Linked DNA regions of Anser cygnoides: region 1 is linked to region 2. Evidence: chromatin contacts called from public Hi-C data. All regions are on one chromosome and are shown on one strand. Each heading gives the region's core, a stretch centred on a gene start, on an enhancer-like site or on the middle of the called end of the contact. The rest is flanking DNA. Distances are from core to core; before and after follow the strand shown.

Region 1 (3,913 bases), core at 613-3,112, 160 kb before region 2:
ATCAAACAGCTTAAAGCCAGTTTTAAAAGACCTATTTGAACAGCAGCTTCAATTAAATGATGCCAAAAGGATAACCACTTTTAACTTCACTACTGTAAATGCTCATGTATTTTTATAAGTAGTCTTTTTTATGTTTTAATATAACATTAAAACAACAAAAATGTCTAATGAAAATAACAAAAGATGCCAACCTTCTGTGACTTGGGACCTAGCTATTCTGTTCACAGTTGTTTGCTAACAAAAATATTTTAACTGTATATATTGCTTGTACACAGAGCCTTTGATCTCCTGAGTAACAGGTAAGCCCTGGGTAGAGCAACCACGAAAACACAGCCACAGTCTCTAATTTTATCAACTAAACCACAAACTGGCTATGCATTCTGATGCACCCGAAAAGATCTGCAGCTTGCTGCTTCGCTGAAAACTTAAGGTGGTCACATTTCTCTGCATTAGCTGTCCCACTTCAACCACTACTGCTGACCACATGTGACTTTGTGTCTTTTACAGCTGTCGGTTTGGAGACGACTATCCTGCTCCACTCCTTCCATACACACTTCGAAGCCTTCTCTCTGCTTTCATCAACAACAGCATCCAAATAGAAAGCAGGAGTCTTTACACAGCAGATGGGTTTCTTCCTCTAACCCTGTACCTTTGAACTCCTGGGGACTAGGAAACAAGCAGAGGGCGTTGCACATCGCTTGCAGCTCCAGAAGCAAAGCAGGACGCGTCCCCTGACCTGAAAGCCTCCGGCCTGTGCTCCTGCTCCTTGGGCTTTGACCAAAGGCAGATGCTTTTGAAAAGATGTTTTTGCATCCTCCCCCTCCTGCTTTAAGGTCAGGACAGCTACTTCAGGTCTGTCCAGCTGGGGGATTTCCTCTGCTCGTTTTTCCAAGGAGTCCTTGGAAAGTTTGACTATTTCCCAGTAACCAAGACCTGAAAGCACTGATTATTTTTAAATGCCCGTTTCGATGATCTTTCACTGCATAATCTGAAACAATCAAATGGAAACGTCCAATGCTTCTGAAGAAAAGCAGCTGTGAAAGAAGGAAGAAAAAAAAAAAAAACACTGTTTACAGATTAAATCAGCCTTGCAGTTCCAATATTTATCCAGCAGTTTCCACCGCAGGTTTTTATTTGCGGTCCCGATATTACTCGAGGAGAAAAGACCACAACAGGAGCAGGGCCCTGGCACTCCGCGGGGCATCTCAGGACCTCGCACGTCCCCCGAAAAGGGGAGGTCGGTGTCCCCACAACGAAAGGAGCCGGCCCACATTAAGATTTCCTCAGGCCCATCCCCGGGCCGGATTACCCTCACTGACCGGGCCGGGCTCCCCCTCACCGCCCGGCCCCGTCCCCGGCTCTCCCCACCCCCGAGGCGGGCTGGGCGGGCGGCGGAGCCCGGCCTCCCCCCCGAGCACTCACCGCAGCAGCTCGGCGCAGTACTGCACCTCTCCCCCGGGCTCCGGCCGGCTCCAGCCCGCCGCCACGGCCGCCCTGCCTTCCCTCAGCCACGGCTGCCCGCCGCGGGCCCCCGCCGCCCTCACCAGGCGGTGGCACGGCGCTGGACGAAGCCCTCCCGCGGCCATGGCGGCGGCCGCCATTTTGCCGCTCCGCCCCTCCTGTCGCTCACCCCGGCCCGCGCAGCCGAGGGGGACGGCCCCTTCCTCACCCCCTCGACGGGGAGGGTTGGGAGCGTGTCCTCTGTAAAGTGGCGGCTCCTCGGTGGTTTGGCCGCTTTTCCCCACACGATTCCCGCAGCGGGGGTCCCGCGCCCTCTTGGCTCGGCGGAGGGTGGGAGGACGCTGGGACAGGACCCTGAGGTAGCCTCAGGCGGAGATCGGCTCCGTAAAGTGCCGAAGGGTCGCAGAAGGGCCCGGTGTAAAAGTTTAAGGGAGAAGGTACCGGTAGATGGCACCCAAGAATGCGTTATTTCTGTCCGGGGTTTTTGGCCGTGCAGCCTTTTGTTGTCCTGCAAATGGCTTCCTCGGCGCCGCCCTGGCCTCAGTTTACCCCGGCTCCCGGGGCGGTCGCCGCTGGCATGGGCTTGAGCTGAATTCCCCTCAAAAGAAATTCCGGAAAACCCGGCACTCACGTGTTCAAACCCCACAAATCTGAGGAATCTGAATGATAAAAATATCCCGTTGGAGCAGTCCCAAGCTGTGACAGGCTGGGCACAGCAGTATTCGTACACAGAACATGTTCGGGCAAGAGAGCCAGCACACCACAACACAGCGGTGGCACATGAACACGGGGACAAGGGAGACCTGACACACTAGGTTAGAGCTGCCATCCCTAAAAGACACCTTAAAAGCTTCCAGGTGCAGGCTGTGGGACACTGCTGGGACCTTGTGCTGGATATGGTCCCTCTGCAGAGCTGACTCACATCACAACACGGTCATTTTAGTCTTGTAGTCACAGGCAGAGCAGTCATGTCCCTTCAAAGTTTGGCCTATCTGAGGATAAACTAACAAATTAACAAAAGTACCAACAAGCTTAAGAGCTGTTTCATCTTAAAACCATGCCAACCCAAACTGTGGGTAGTTATTAGTAGAAGTAGCAACAGACCAGCTTTCCATCCCCAGCCTTGCCATCCTCCTCCCAAGTGCCAGCTTTTCCTTCATTTAATACTACATGGAGCTGATTCAGGGGATTAAAACAGCAGAACATTCACTGCTCTCTCTTTGTTTTCTTGAGGAAGTTTTCTACCAGTTTGCTGCTCTGAATCAGTTCACTACGTGGTCAGGTGAGAATACATGCCAGCACAGGGAATTGGCACGATCAGGAGACTATGAGCTGGAAAGTGAGTAGGATCTCCCTGATCTGGGGCACTAATATGCATGTTCATTTGCTTAGCTGAAAATTATTGAAGCCACACAGTAAATATGGGGGAGGTTTTGAGTGGGCAGTGACATTCAAGTTACAAGACATCTGTTTGGAAATGAGAGCAAGCCTTTATTTTGTGTGATGACAAGACAACAAAGGGAAGAGGAGGAGAGGAAGGCTGGGAACATCATTCCAGCATTATTTGGTTTATCGATTAGTGGCTCTTGTGGGTTTATCCTGAGTCTTTCTTCGTCCCTTTCCCTCAGTTCTTTCCCTCGTCTCTGAAGTTCTCTTTGTCTTGAAACTCTGGACCTTGTTTTAAACCCTTGCTATGCCTTGAGCAGGATTTATTGTTTGTCAGGGCACCCAAAGGAGGTCATTTAGCTTTGGTAGATTTCTGGGTGGAGGCTGAAACTGCTGTTGTTTAAGTTTTCAGAGAGAACCCCTAGATAAATGAATCCAGCTCTTTCAGCTGCTGCCAATTCCTGGCAGAAGGGTTACATAAACATACTCTAAACCTCAAGGGTATTATAAATAAATCTTATAAAATATTAACTTTTGTTAATCTCTGAATGAACCAAAATGGTGTTAATCTGATTTAAACCCTTAGTAAGAAAAGAATTAACCAGGTATCTTATAAAAAACAATAATCCTGACCTCTTTCTCAGTTCACTGAATTTGTTTCTTGCCATTCTGTACCTTTACTGTTCTCATTAAATTACACTTTTTTTTCTTTAAACAAATATTTCACATATCATGTATAGTTATTGAAAAGCTTCTTCAAGTCTGTTTTGGTTCTAGCCAGTTAGACTTTTGTTTTGCCAGTGTAGTGAAAATAATGATTAGAGTTAATGTTTTATGGAGTTACTTTTAACACTGTATATGAAATTTTAAGCTTAATAAGGGGCTTCTATGATTTTTTAATGATAAAATTGTGTCAAAGAGCTCATTTCATGGCCTTTTTCAATACTCCTCTCAGAAGCTGAAAGATAATGCTCTCTCTGATGTGTACTTATTAATTATTTTGTCCAGCAGATTCCTCAGATAAAACTCTGAAATCCTTGGGCAGAAATGCTAGTGACAGCAATGA
Region 2 (3,724 bases), core at 220-2,719:
TCTGTTTAATTTGCAGCTGCCTCAAACAAGAAAAATGCTGTCTCCACTTCCATGAATCCTTTTAAACGGGGTGAAATGAAAGTCAACCAAGGTGACGACTAAAAATAATCTAGCATTTTGAACTGACGACACAGCCTCTAGCATCTCTCTATCCAGCAAGCAATTTTTTATCCACGATCGCTCCCCAGTTCCCTGCAAGTTCCCTTAAGTTTTTTCGTGTTCCACTTAGTTTTGTGTTTCTGTTGCAGAGTCACTGCTCCTGCGTGCCACTCTTTTAATCCATTTTTTACCAGTAAAGTGACCACTATCTGCGATTTTTGTCCTCTTATTGGAAGAAGGATAAAGCAGGACTGGGAAACTTTCAGAGAGGGACCCCAATAAGGATCAAGGCTGCGCAGTGGCTCCCATTCACATCTCAGGTAAGCGTGTTAGGATATTTTCCTCAGTCTGCAGAAAAAGATGACCAGGAGAAGCACAACACAGACCCACAAGCTAGCGAAGTGCACCCGCAGGGTGAACGGACACCAGAGAGGGGTTCTGTTTTCCAGCACTGGCACCAGAAGCGATGGCCCGGACGCCGTGCGCCAGGCCAGCAGCAGGTCCCCCGCCGCACACCGTGGCCTTCAGGGCTCTGAGCTCACACCACAGAGCTCGCACAGCCCCAGGGGCAGATGTGTGCACCCCAGCAGCACAAACCCCTGGGCGCTGCTGCCACGGAGCCACATCCAGCCCAGAACGCCTCCAAAATCAGGAGAGCTGGGACACAGCGCGGCGCACGGCTCCTTTGCTCCCCTGTTCCTCAAGGTGCCCACTCCCGGCCGTGCTCCCCAGTTAAGCCAAACGCCACCCCCCAGCCCCACAAAGGGGCACCCCACAGAAAACCCCTAGGGACGAACAAATAGGGGCTGCCTGCACAGAGGAGCCCCGCGCCCCCGGGCTGCCCCCGGCCGCCCCCCCTCGGGCGTGAGGCGGGGAAGGGGACGAAGCCTGCCCCCCGCAGCGCCCACACGGGCCTCCCCGGCGGCGGGGCAGCGCCACGGGGCGAGGGATGGCGGTGACGCCCGGCCCCTCACCTTCCTCCATCGCCCGCCTGCCGCCGCCGCCCGCCGCCGGGGCCCCGCGCTGCTCCCTCGGGGGCGACACCGCCGCCCCGCCCGCTCTCCGGCCGCCGCCGCCGCCCGCCTCTCGTCGGCCCCGCGGCCGGCAGCGCTCTCGCATACCCCGGCGAGGGGAAGCGGCCCGGCCCCGGCTTTCCTACCGCCGCCTCCGGGCGCCCCGTGTGTGGAAGGGGAGGCGGAACCGTGGCGGCGGGGCGAAGGGAGGCGGCCGGCGCGCAGCCGCGGCGTACCGCGACATGGCGGCGCCCTGCCCCAGCCGCTGAGGGAAGGGGCGCCCCCCGCGGCTGAGCCGGCGGTGGGCAGGCGGCTGGGGTGGGAGCAGAGCCCCGGTGTCGCAGTGTAACCTGCTCCTTTGCTGCTCTCGGGGCGGTACGGAGCCTGAAGCACGTCCTGGGGGCGCTTGGGGTGGTACAGCCCCTGAATCACGTCCGGGGGACACGCCTCAGGAGGTCCCCCTAAGGGTTTACCCACAGGTGGTCACCGTGAGTTCCTATTGCAGAGAGTATATAAAGCCCTGTGTGCTGAAAGGGTGCCAAGAAGCTCAAAGGTTTATAGGATCTTGGTCTAGAGTTCTTAGTCTCAGATCTTAGTCTTGGCAGAAAGAGGCTGGCAGAAGGTGGAGGGCTGGGGTAAGATCTGATGCTTAGCTAGGTCATCTTACATTTTCCTCTGTCTTGCCGACAATTGGGTCAGACCATAAACGTTAAAGGTTGGGGATCTCTCTCTAATGATTATGGTACGCGTGTGGAGGTGTACAGGGCTTCACCACCCTCATGCAGACGTCATTCCCTGCATGGTGGAGTCACCGTCCCTGGGGGTGTTCAAGGAAAGGTTGGACGTGGTGCTTGGGGACATGGTTTAGTGGGTGACGTTGGTGGTAGGGGGATGGTTGGACCAGGTGGTCTTGGAGGTCCCGTCCAACCTTAATGATGCCATGATTCTGTGTGTGCTCTGGGCTAAGTACTGCCACCCTTTGAGGGAGTCGTGCCCTGAACTACCAGATTAGGGTCATCACCTCTGGGAGCAGGGCAGTACCAACTCAACATTGAAAGATTGCTGAAGACGCCCTGATGCTTGCTACCTAAAAGCTCAGAAACAAACAGAATGACATAACTGAGAGGTGCCTGCATGTCATCGCCTGTGTGTGTGCAGAGTTTGCCCAGGCACAGTCAGCCGAGGGCTCGCTTCGGGGCTGGGAGGCTGTGACCCGGGAGCTCTCAGCAGCCGTCTCTGTCCGCACCAGAGTGCAACCCCGAGCAGAGCAGCTGGGCTTGTTTCAACCTCACAGAAGCAAACTGTTGGACAAGCTGTCGGAGAGGTTTGTGCCAATCGCCCCTTGGGGGCTGCATGTCTTCCTGCAGTCAGCCCACTGTCGGATGAGCCGCTGGAAAACTGATTTGGTTTCTCGTCTAGCAGCTGAAAGGAAAAACTAAACCAATTTGTGTATCCTGTTGGAGCGTAAAATGAGATTTATAAGTTTCCTGGGTTTTTTAATAAAATTTAAAATACTTCTGCAATTGTTGATTTATTGGATAGTTAAAAGAGTTGCTTATGTTTTTAATGATCCATAAATTATCCATTGCATTTTTAATGTAGTTGGGTTTGATCTGTCTTATTTTTTTTTCATAACTTGATTCTATTATAAGTCACTGGAATGAACACAAATAATCTTTGCAATCAAAACAGCAATAATAGTTTTAAATATTTGTAATCAGACCATTAATACATGGACAGGAGTAAAACAAATGACTGTACAGTTATGCTGTAAATTTTGGTCTTCTTAAGCCTCCTTTGTATTCGCTGTTTCATACTGTGCCTTGTTACATTTCTTGTGGAACTGGAGTTTTCTACAAATGCTCCAGTATATGGGTAATCCTGCACTTTAAACTCATAAATGCATGTAATCATAAATGCATGCAAAGTTATTTACGTACAGACAGTTATTAACTATACAGATAAAAGGGAAATGAAAAAAAAAATCCAACCCGCTCACTTGTTTTTCATTTTTTCCAAGGTATTCTCTGGATAAATTACAAAATTGAAGGTGAGAGAAACAAAAATTTTTCATGCAAGTTTCTTTCTCTCAGAATGAATAGGCTGAAATAATTTTTAGAGTAATGTTGAAAATGTTACTAATGCTGCTCTTCAATCTTCCCAAACACTTTCTATAACTAATTTTCTATGCAAGTTATTTCATTTGGCAGCTTACTTTGTGTCCTAAACATCGTGCTGTAATGCATTAAAATGAATAAATATAGGGATGTTGGGTTCTTTTTCCAAGCTTTCTCGGTACAAACATGAATCATGTATCTGCATTATGGCATTAGTTCTCTATTTACATATTATTTCTAAGCCCTACAGACATAACTTTTCTTTTTGTTTACAAGTCCACGTTATTGATGGTTTCTAGTTTAACAATATTTTTCTCTCTGTTTTAGAGATGTCATGAGGCAAACAATACACAGATGTACCTTAGTATAAAGCATTAATATTGAGCATATTTGTCATTATTCAGAAACGGAGAATGTGTACTTGTTTATTCTGTAAACATACCAAGATATATTTTTTTTGTATGTTAAATAAGTAACAATCCCCCATACTTAAAA

What was found. A called contact is a pair of places that touch in the nucleus more often than the background predicts.
Region 1: a Hi-C map of liver shows a contact between it and region 2, with 2.0 times the contacts expected there. The contact joins the promoter of NDUFAF6 here to the promoter of DPY19L4 in region 2. A contact is called at or near these places in 3 of 7 Hi-C or Micro-C datasets (granulosa cells and liver).

Annotation. Positions count from the first base shown.
Region 1 is chr2:139,299,314-139,303,226 of Taihu_goose_T2T_genome, reverse strand. NDUFAF6 (NADH:ubiquinone oxidoreductase complex assembly factor 6) reads right to left here and starts at 1,862. Exons shown (of 9, transcript XM_066990608.1): 1 at 1,670-1,862.
Region 2 is chr2:139,139,994-139,143,717 of Taihu_goose_T2T_genome, reverse strand. DPY19L4 (dpy-19 like 4) reads right to left here and starts at 1,469. Exons shown (of 17, transcript XM_066990600.1): 1 at 1,074-1,469. The coding sequence starts at 1,218. It overlaps LOC136789782 (a long non-coding RNA gene), which reads left to right and starts at 3,131. Exons shown (of 3, transcript XR_010828721.1): 1 at 3,131-3,162.